2 separate regions of the Sus scrofa genome follow, and region 1 is linked to region 2. A link is a contact called in public Hi-C data. All regions are on one chromosome and are shown on one strand. Each heading gives the region's core, a stretch centred on a gene start, on an enhancer-like site or on the middle of the called end of the contact. The rest is flanking DNA. Distances are from core to core; before and after follow the strand shown.

Region 1 (5,043 bases), core at 2,043-4,542, 320 kb before region 2:
CTATGAGGTTCCATTCCCTCTCGCCCACCCAGGGACAACTGCTTCCGCACCGTCCCCGCCCCCAACCCCCCTAGGATTAACTTTTTGCGCTCTCCTGGATCATCCCCTCCAAACACAGCATTATTTCTCCCGTATCAAAACAAAACAGAGGGGTTCCCGTCGTGGCTCAGTGGTTAGCAAATCCGACCAGGAACCATGAGGTTGCAGGTTCGATCCCTGGCCTTGCTCAGTGGGTTAAGGATCCGGCGTTGCCATGAGCTGTGGTGTAGGTCACAGATGCAGCTTGGATCCCGTGTTGCTGTGGCTCTGGCGTAGGCCGGTGGCTACAGCTCCGATTAGACCCCTAGCCTGGGAACCTCCATATGCCGTGGGAGTGGCCCAAGAAATGGCAAAGAGGACCAAAAAAAAACACAGAAACCATCTTGACTGTATGCCCACAAATAGCTACCACCCCATGCTTTGCTCCCATTTGTGGCAAAACTTGAAAGAGTGTTTATACTCACTGTTTCTAATTCTTCTTCCTGCCTTTCCCTCCCAAAACAATCCTCACAGCTCTACTGAAAGTGCTCTTGTCAAGGCTGATGACCTCCATGTTGCTAAATGCAACTGTCAAGCCTCAGTCTTCACCTTTCAACATCAGACACAGCTGACCCCTCCCTCTTCTCTGTATGGCTTCCAAGCCACACGCCCTGGCATCTTCCTTCTCCCACACTGACTGTGCCTTGTCGGCTTCCTTTGCTGGTTCCTCCTCCTCCTCTCCCTGATCTCTCATTGCTGGACTGCTCCAGGAGTCAATCCTTGGTCCTCCACTCCCCTCTGCACTCACACCCATAGGGCTCTCATCTGGTCTCACAGTTTTAAATACCATCTCCACACTGAAGACCACCAGATACCTAACTCCGGCCAGACCTCTCCCCTCAGTCAGAGACTTGTCTATTCACCTGCCAACTTCCTCTTCTCTGAAATGATTAACAGACTCAAGGAGTCCAAATCCAAACTCCTGACCCACCCATTCCCCAAACCTCTCTATCCTTGGTCTTCCTTATCTCTGCTCACAACTCCATCCTCCAGCTGCTCAGGTCAGAAATCTTAGTCACACTCTACTCTTGACCTCACGCCCAACTCCCGTGCATCAGCAAATCTTGCTGGATCTGCCTTCATACTGTATCCAGGATACGACCACCTCCTGCCCCCTTGACTGCCCCCATCTCTTACCTTCTAACTGTGCTCCCTGCTTCCACCCTGCCTTGCTACATGCTGTGTATACTCAACACAGTCATCAAAATGACCCTTTTAAACTAAGCCAGGCCATGCCAATCCTCTAACCAAAACCTTGCAGTGGCTCCCCATGTCACTCAGAGTAAGAGAGAACACCGTGACAGTGGCCTACAACACTCAGGACTCCCACGATCTCTGAACTCCTGGCCCACTGCCCAGCCGCCCCGGCCCCCATGCTGCTCCTCAGACAATTTGCAGGTGCCCTCCTGACTCTCGACTGAGGCCTGCTGCACTGGCTGCTCCCTAGATCTGGAACAAGCATTCGCATTCCCCAGATTACGCATGGCTAATTCCCATGGAGACAGCAAGTCTGTGCTCAGATCTCACCTTTTCAATGACGCCCATCCTCATCATTTTAGTTAAAACTGCCATCTGTCCTCCTTTCACACTCCTGATGTCCTTCCCCACCCCTGACAGCACCTTCTCCTGTCCTCCCTTTGCACTTTTCACTTCCTAATGTACCATACAAGTTATGTGTGAGATGGCTTCTTGTCTCTCTCTACAAAAATATTAATTCTTCAAAGACAAAAATCTTTATTTTGCCCACAAATGGGCCTCAAGCACCTAGAATGGTGCCTGGACATAACGGGCATCCCTTTAATATCTGCCCAATGAATGATTCCTCATAGAGTTCTCCACCCTCCTCCTACCATCTGTATCAGTGATGTCCAGTAGAAATATGAAGAGAGTCAAATATCTAATGTAAAATTTTCTAGCACGTATATTAACAAATGTATTTTACATGTTCTTTTGAAAATATCTAAAGACAAAAAACAAATTTTAAATTAAAAAATAAAGGAGTTCCCATAGTGGCGTGGTGGAAACAAATTTGACTAAGAGCCATGAGGTTGCAGGTTCTATCCCTGACCTTGCTCGGTGGGTTAAGGATCTGGCGTTGCCGTGAGCTGTGGTGTACATTGCAGATGCAGCTCGGATCTGGTGCTGCTGTGGCTGTGGCATAGGCCGGTGGCCACAGTTCCAATTAGACCCTTAGCCTGGGAACCTCCATATGCTGTGGGTGCAGCCTTAAAAGACAAAAAATAAAAAATGAGAATATCTTAATATGTATTAAAATATATTTAATAATATATTCAGTTAGCCATTTTTATTTACTTTATAATAGCTTCTATTTAATGGGAAAGTATTTACGCTATCACAGGTATTTCATTTTATTGAATTTAAATTAAGAACTCCAAGGATGGAGTTCCCGTCGTGGCGCAGTGGTTAACGAATCTGACTAGGAACCATGAGGTTGCGGGTTTCGGTCCCTGCCCTTGCTCAGAGGGTTAACGATATGGCGTTGCCATGAGCTGTGGTGTAGGTTGCAGACGCGGCTCGGATCCTGAGTTGCTGTGGCTCTGGCGTAGGCCGGACGCTCCAGCTCCGATTCGACCCCTAGCCTGGGAACTCCACATGCCGCGGGAGCGGCCCAAAGAGATAGCAAAAAGACAAAAAAAAAAAAAAAAAAAAAAGAACTCCAAGGAGTTCCCTTCATGGCTTAGTTGTTAATAAGCCCAGCTAGGATCCATGAGGAGGTGGATTTGATTCCTGGCCTCGCTCAGTGGGTTAAGGATCTGGCACTGTCATGAGCTGTGGTATAGGTTGCAGACATGGCTCAGATCCTGCTTGCCGTGGCTGTGGTGTAGGCCAGCAGCTGTAGCCCCTAGCCTCGGAACCTCCATGTGCCATGGGCACAGCCCTAAAGCTCCAAAAAAAAAAAAAAGGAAAAAAAGTTAAGAACTCCACTCTTCAGGTGTCCTAGCTATATCGGCAGTGCTCAGCAGCCCCACGTGGCTCTGGCCACAGCCCTGAACAGCTTGACACAGGCTGCTTGTTTTCCCCGCCTGCTGTGCAGCTTCATACTCTTTCACCTCTCCCCATGCTACATGCTTGCCTCTCACAGCACATCCTGAGAAAGGGTACCGAGGAGGGAAGGTTGTTGATTGTGACCTACTGTAGAAGGCTAACTCTCCCTTACATCCTGCTGACAAAATACGATCATGTTCTGGCAGCAATGTGTCCAGCCTGAGAGATAAATCAGCTCAAAACCTCACACCACCAGCCAGGGTGGCACGTGGCCCAGTTAGGGCCACGGAGAGAAAGCCTCCTAGTACACTCAGGCCAGCTCCACCATCACCACCACCACTCTGCTCTCCATGTTCACGCTGCTACCATCCCTTCTTATGCTTTCCATAAGTATTTACTGAGAATTCATGAAGTTCCAGGAGTTATTCTGGGCCCCAAGAATACTCAAGTTCTTATTCTTATTATCTCTCTGAATTTATGTCTTTAAATAAACTTCCTTTGTAATAGCTTTAGTGGAATAGGAGGAGAAAAAGGCTCTATAAAGGATATCATTAGATAAACTGACGAAATGGGGGGTAGATTACAATGTTAGACCAATGTAACAGTACTGTGGTTATATGTTGGATGAAATACACACTACAGTATTTAGGATAAGGAGCCATGATGTGTGTAACTTACTCTCAAGTGGTTCATAAAAAGTAGAGAGCAAACAATCATGCATGCACATGACACAATGAGATAAAAATGTTAGCAAGAGAGTAATCCGGCTAAGGTGAAAAGTGCAAGTGTTCCCTGCACTATTTTTTTTTTTTCCTTCTTTTTTGGCCCCCTCCACCCTCTATTCTCCACACCCTAGCATGTGGAGTTCCCAGCCAGGGATCAGGTCTGAGCTGCAGCTGGGACCTACACCACAGCTACAGCCCATGTCAGATCATTTAACCTACTGTGCTCGGCTGGGGATCGAACCTGCATTCTGGTGCTTCAGAGACACCGCTGATCCCACTGCACCACAGCAGGAACTCCTGAACTACTTTTATTTTTGCAACTTGTTGTAAGTTTTAAATTAATTTCAAATAAAAAGTTTAAAAAATATATATGATGGGAGTTCCCTGGGGGCTCAGTGGGGTAAGAATCCGGTGTTGTCACTGCTATGGCTCTGGTTACTGCTATAGCATAGGTTTGATCCCTGGCCTAGGAACTTCTACATGCTACAGGTGGGACCGAACAAATAAATAGATTAAAAAAATAAATATGTGATACACTTAAGCTAAGGGATTAGTGACTTCATGTATCTAACAGTCAAAAACAAAAGCTAAGATAATTTGTCAAAACAAAAGCTGAGATAATTTATCTTAACAATATAGCACTTTAAAATGGAGTAGGTAATAATTACGAACTGTTATAGCTTTTTCTAAAGCATCAGGAAAAAGATTTTTTGAGAGAAAAGTTTGTTCTGTTATCCTTTGAATTATTTAAACAGAGGCTCTTGACTGACATTGTGGGCTGGATCTCTGGGGATGGGGCTGTCCTTTGAAATGCAAGATGTCCAGCAACACCAGCATCCCTAGGCCTTACCCTAGGGCCAGCCGCAGACCCCTCACCCCCAGTCCTGACAATTAAAGGTGTCTCCAGACACTGCTAATCGTGTGCTGGGGGATAACATCGATTCAAAACACTGATACAAAGCCACCTGGCAGAAGCCCTGTTCAGGACTACAGACTACAACAGACCTACAGTTCTTGGAAGGTCAGCATACGTCAGAATCATGTGGTGGTGGGGGGGGAGCTTGCTGAGATGGGCTCCCCTCTCAGAGTTGCTGACACAGTGGGTCTGAGAACTATCATTTCTAACTATGAATGGTTTGGGGACCACACTTTGAAAACCAACGGGCCTGACATTTACGTGTAGACAAAGTACTCCAACCAAAGGCACTTACATAGAAAAAAAAAAAGTCTGAAA
Region 2 (4,478 bases), core at 1,835-4,334:
AGCGGCCCAAGAAATGGCAAAAAGACCAAAAAAAAAAAAAAAGAAAGAAACTGGGAAGGACTGGGGAGGAGAGACCCTTTAGCTACCCAGGAGACAATCAAAAGGACCCGATGAACATAAGTTTAGTTAAGAATCATTTATTTCCTGTGATAAAAGTAAAGTCAATTTTATTTATTTATTTTCTTTTTAGGGCTACACACACGGCTTATGGAGGTTCCTAGGCTAGAGGTCTAATCAAAGCTACAGCTGCCAGCCTACGCCAGAGCCACAGTGACGCCAGATCCCAGCCTCATCTTTGACCCACACCACAGCTCACAGCAATGCCGGATCCTTAACCCACTGAGCAAGGTCAGGGATTGAACCTGAAACCTCATGGTTCCTAGTTGGATTAGTTTCTGCTGTGTCATGACGGGAACTTCAGTAAAGTCAATTCTAAAGAGTTAAACATTGGAATTCCTGTCGTGGTTCAGTGGAAATGGATCTGACTAGCATCCATGGAGGACGCAGGTTCAATCTCTGGCCTCACTCAATGGGTGAGTTGGCATGAGCTGTGGTGTAGGTTGCAGACACAGCTCAGATCCTATGTGGCTATGGCTGTGGCTTAGGCCATAAGTTACAGCTCCGATTCTATCCCTAGCCTGGGAACCTCCATGTGCTGCAGGTGTGGCCCTAAAAAGACAAAAAAATAAAAATAAAAAATAAAGAGTTAAACATTACCTTCTCAGTTAATAGAATCAATTTACCAAGTCTACTAAATCTTTGCCAGTTATTTAAGAGCATCTTAATTTATAAAAGGGACAAAACCGCTGTCAAGGTCATTAAAATGCCAACATATTCAGAGAACCTCAAAATAAAGAGAAATTGCCAATGATTTCCATTTCGCCAAATAAAAAATGTTGCATTTAGAGAAGTTTATTTATATCACTATGATTATGAGTAAAAGTCCAAAAATCAGTAGAATGAATAAATTGCGAAAGCCAACACTCAGTAATAAAACAAAATGCATTAGTTTCAAAATTATTTTAGTTCCATCTCAGAAATGTTCTCTTTTTTAATCACATGAACATTTCCTTCTTAATCTAAGCTGACAGATTATAAACCACTGAAAACCCCGAGTTTTATAGCTATCAGATAAGGTAATTTTTGGACCTTGAACCTCTTTGCTGTCCTTTCCTCATGACCTCCTTAGAATCGCTGTTCAGTGGTTTCTAGAACCCCCAGGACCACTTATTTGTGATTCCCTGTAGCAAGCTCCCAATGTGGAACTGCTGCTACTGTGTGCCCCATCTTCTGTTTTCCAGGAATCTATTCCTGCACTGCTTTCAACAACTGCTCTCAGGGTGAGGTTTCCAGACCCTCTGAGAATCTATTAACCACCTTCTGGTAGTGCTTCACTGCAGCGCTGTCCTTAAATGGGGCACTCAGGATGATACAGAGACCAGCTAGGACTTAGCAGTGCAGACAAAAATAATGAGACCCTGAATTCTCTTGCCTCAGAATCTTGCATTTCCTCTCATGCAACCTTAGGAGGAATTAGCAGTCCTGGGAACCCACCACACTACTATGTGACACTGATCCCAGTGTCAACTAAAACCAGGGTATCATTACCCTGCAGATGTGTTATGAATTCAGCAAGGACAGCAGGCATAAGCTAATAAGTAGCATTGTCCTGGGCACACGAGGGTGAATGTTTTTGTTTTGTTTTGTTTTGTTTTTTGACCAGGCAGGACGGCCGAGTGCCTTTTATTTCTGTGCGGGACATGGGAGGGCGGAGGGCAGGGACCGCGCTGAGCTGTGCCAGTGGGCTGCACCCACCAAGGAGCAGCTGTGCCTTCACCCTGAGGCTGGGGGGCATTCCGAGCCAGGACGCCTGCCGTCCCTCTCCAGAGGCTCTGCCACCTCGGCTGTGAACCAGGCCCTAGGCCTCCCCGTCACCACCCGCGGGCTCCCTGGAGGTGGAGGCAGGAAGGAGAGCAGGGCCGGGGCTAGACCTAAAGCCCACAAGACTTCTTTTAGTTTGGCTTCTATAATAGCCTAGTTTTACGCAGATTTCTTATGTTAAACAGCTGAGTTGTCTGAAGTCGAGAGCAGAACTTCATATTTTCCCCTACTGCATTTTTAAAATTAGTTTCCCTTTCTTGACTTGGTCTGTTTTGGAACACTAATTGTTATCCAAAATCTTGATGACTCCTTACACGCACTTAAAATAGACAAAAATAATGGCAGAACTACCAGTGTGAACCAACTGTTCCCTAATTTCAAGAAAATCTTGATAAAATTCTAGTTAATTTGGTCATTTCCAGAATGTATGTAATGGGTTAAGGCAACAATCTCAAACTAAAACTGTTGAATACAAAAGCAAAATCATCTATTTTACGGTTAAGTCAATACAGTAACCAGTTCTCCCAAGTGGAAATCAGATCATTGAAATCCAACACACAAGCCCTCAATCTAACTATTCATACTTAGTCTAGACGTAGCAACCAGTTCTGAAATTTAAAGTTCACCTGGGTGGTACCAAGTAGACTGCTTCCTGACCACTGCTAAAATTACAAAGAGAATGAAGATAAAACAGCAGATGAGAAGTATACGCTTTTTTCTTTTAATAAAACCTCATCTTCATTCTCCAAAGTCCTGGCATATCAAAAACTTCTAGTTCAATTTTTATCATCTGATGAATAAGAAATTCAGTGCTTTCAAGCAGTGGAATTCAAGGTGAGGAGGTAGATACATGGTAAATGAAATGTGAGTAAAAAATGTATCATCTGTGCATTCCTGAACATGTATAAACAAAAAATAAGAAAAGAATCACAAGTTGTAATAAATGTGAAAACTTAGGCTTTGAGTTTGTTAGCTGGATTTTTAAAAATGTACTTGGTGTTTCTGCGTTCCTCATAAATGGCTTAACAAGTATTTTTAACTTTCCTGTTCTCTAAACAGTGATCTTCAGCAGGGAAAGATGTCCCTCTGGAGGAGAAAGGGCGATTAGAAGCCCATGAAAATGCAGGTGGGGAAATGCACACGCAGATCCTGAAAGAAGGCAGCCACATCCAATACCCTTCTCTGCAAGGCGAACTATATTCGTTCCACAAACTACAGAAAATAAAGCCTGAAGTAAAGGGTGAGAAAGCATTGATGGGTATGCTTAATCAGGTTGAGAAAAGATGACCCTGAAGGAACTCTGTGGGGGCAAGATGATAAAAGTAGATATGGCCCGGCAGTTTGATAGAAACAACTGGCTCTAAACATGAGCACGAGGCGTTTTTCTTGGAAGAACTTGCTCACCTCCATGGAGAAGCACTGCTCGGCAGTTGGTAGACACTGCGGCCTTGGCATCGCTTTCAGACAGCCCGAACAGCAACCCTCTGGTGAGGTTGTTAAGGATTTCAACCCAGAGTCAGCCGAGGACACGAGACTAACAGAAACATAACTGAAAATGCCAACTTGCCTGGTCACACCAAGAGAGAGACACTTTAATTCCATGGTTTTAGTCCAAACGGAATATGCATTTGAGACGAGACTCATTTAACTCTAAGCTTTTATAGAGTCCTTTCTTCCTTTTTTCTTATTTCATCCTCAATCTGGAAACAAAAGGATGACACCCTCTACAACTTGATATAACCTGTTTTTGAAGCTATTAACTGACACATTCATATAAAAAAAAGATTAAAAAAAAATTTGTTAAAGAATAACATGCCAAATTCCAAATTTCCTAAAGAAAATTTCAATGACTTCTTACTCAGAAAAGGATACAAGTTTGCCACGTCGTATGGGCCTCTTATTTCTAAAGGCTAAAATAAAATGAACAAAAAATAGATATGAGGGAAGTTATTCATAACATTTCAATGATATCATTTTCAGTAAATAGGATGCTTAAGTATCTAAAAATAAGGATGTCAACTGCATAAATTTAAGTCCTTATAATTCTGATGGGTTTCTTAAGCCTTTGAAAATATAAAAGATCTTTGAAAAGCATTTTGCCACAATTATAAAGGAAAAACTATTTATATAAACAAAACGTGCAGCCCCAAAGGAATGGGGATAAATTTTACTCTTCAGCAATTACAATGAATACATGCAGTTAAAAATGAAAACATCCAATAAATGTTCATTACATTACTATTTTTCTTTCCTAGAAACCTTTTAAAGTTTTATAACTGAAAGGTGAAAACAAAGTACTTAATGTCAGACTTACCCTTTCTGCAGCACTAGATACAATTACATTCTACAAAATAGAAAGTAATCAATGTTAATCTCAGATAAATGTGAGAAAAAAATTGAAGAGTCTTATAATACAAATAACCAGCAATCACACTTTAAGACTGAAGGCTCCATAAATACCAACTTCTTCCAAAGAGAAGGTAACTAAGGGGAAAGGATGGAATTCAGGCCTCATGGCAAACTAAAGGCAGCCTATGATAAGAAATAGAAAAGGCCTTCCCAACAGATCTTAAAAAAGACAAATTTGTTTTAAAAAG

The links. Hi-C and Micro-C count contacts between places; a contact is called where the count stands out from the background.
Region 1: a Hi-C map of skeletal muscle shows a contact between it and region 2, with 4 times the contacts expected there. The contact joins two enhancer-like sites. A contact is called at or near these places in 1 of 5 promoter capture datasets (liver), 12 of 47 Hi-C or Micro-C datasets (embryonic fibroblasts, fetal liver, heart right ventricle and 6 more) and 1 of 2 datasets of contacts at active chromatin or transcription factors (skeletal muscle).

What each region holds. Positions count from the first base shown.
Region 1 is chr14:102,910,915-102,915,957 of Sscrofa11.1, reverse strand. The region is part of intron 3 of PCGF5 (polycomb group RING finger protein 5); the gene reads right to left. Among named protein-coding and RNA genes, the nearest start is that of PCGF5, 86 kb to the right of the region's middle. Within about 2 kb of position 3,292, at least 3 of the 83 cell types and tissues checked have an H3K27ac peak or open chromatin away from gene starts, as enhancers often do. A contact at or near this core is called in skeletal muscle, where this site is marked.
Region 2 is chr14:102,589,412-102,593,889 of Sscrofa11.1, reverse strand. It overlaps RPP30 (ribonuclease P protein subunit p30), which reads right to left. Exons shown (of 13, transcript XM_001924771.6): 8 at 4,196-4,225; 9 at 3,754-3,791; 10 at 3,286-3,365. Among named protein-coding and RNA genes, the nearest start is that of ANKRD1, 21 kb to the left of the region's middle. Within about 2 kb of position 3,084, at least 2 of the 83 cell types and tissues checked have an H3K27ac peak or open chromatin away from gene starts, as enhancers often do. A contact at or near this core is called in skeletal muscle, where this site is marked.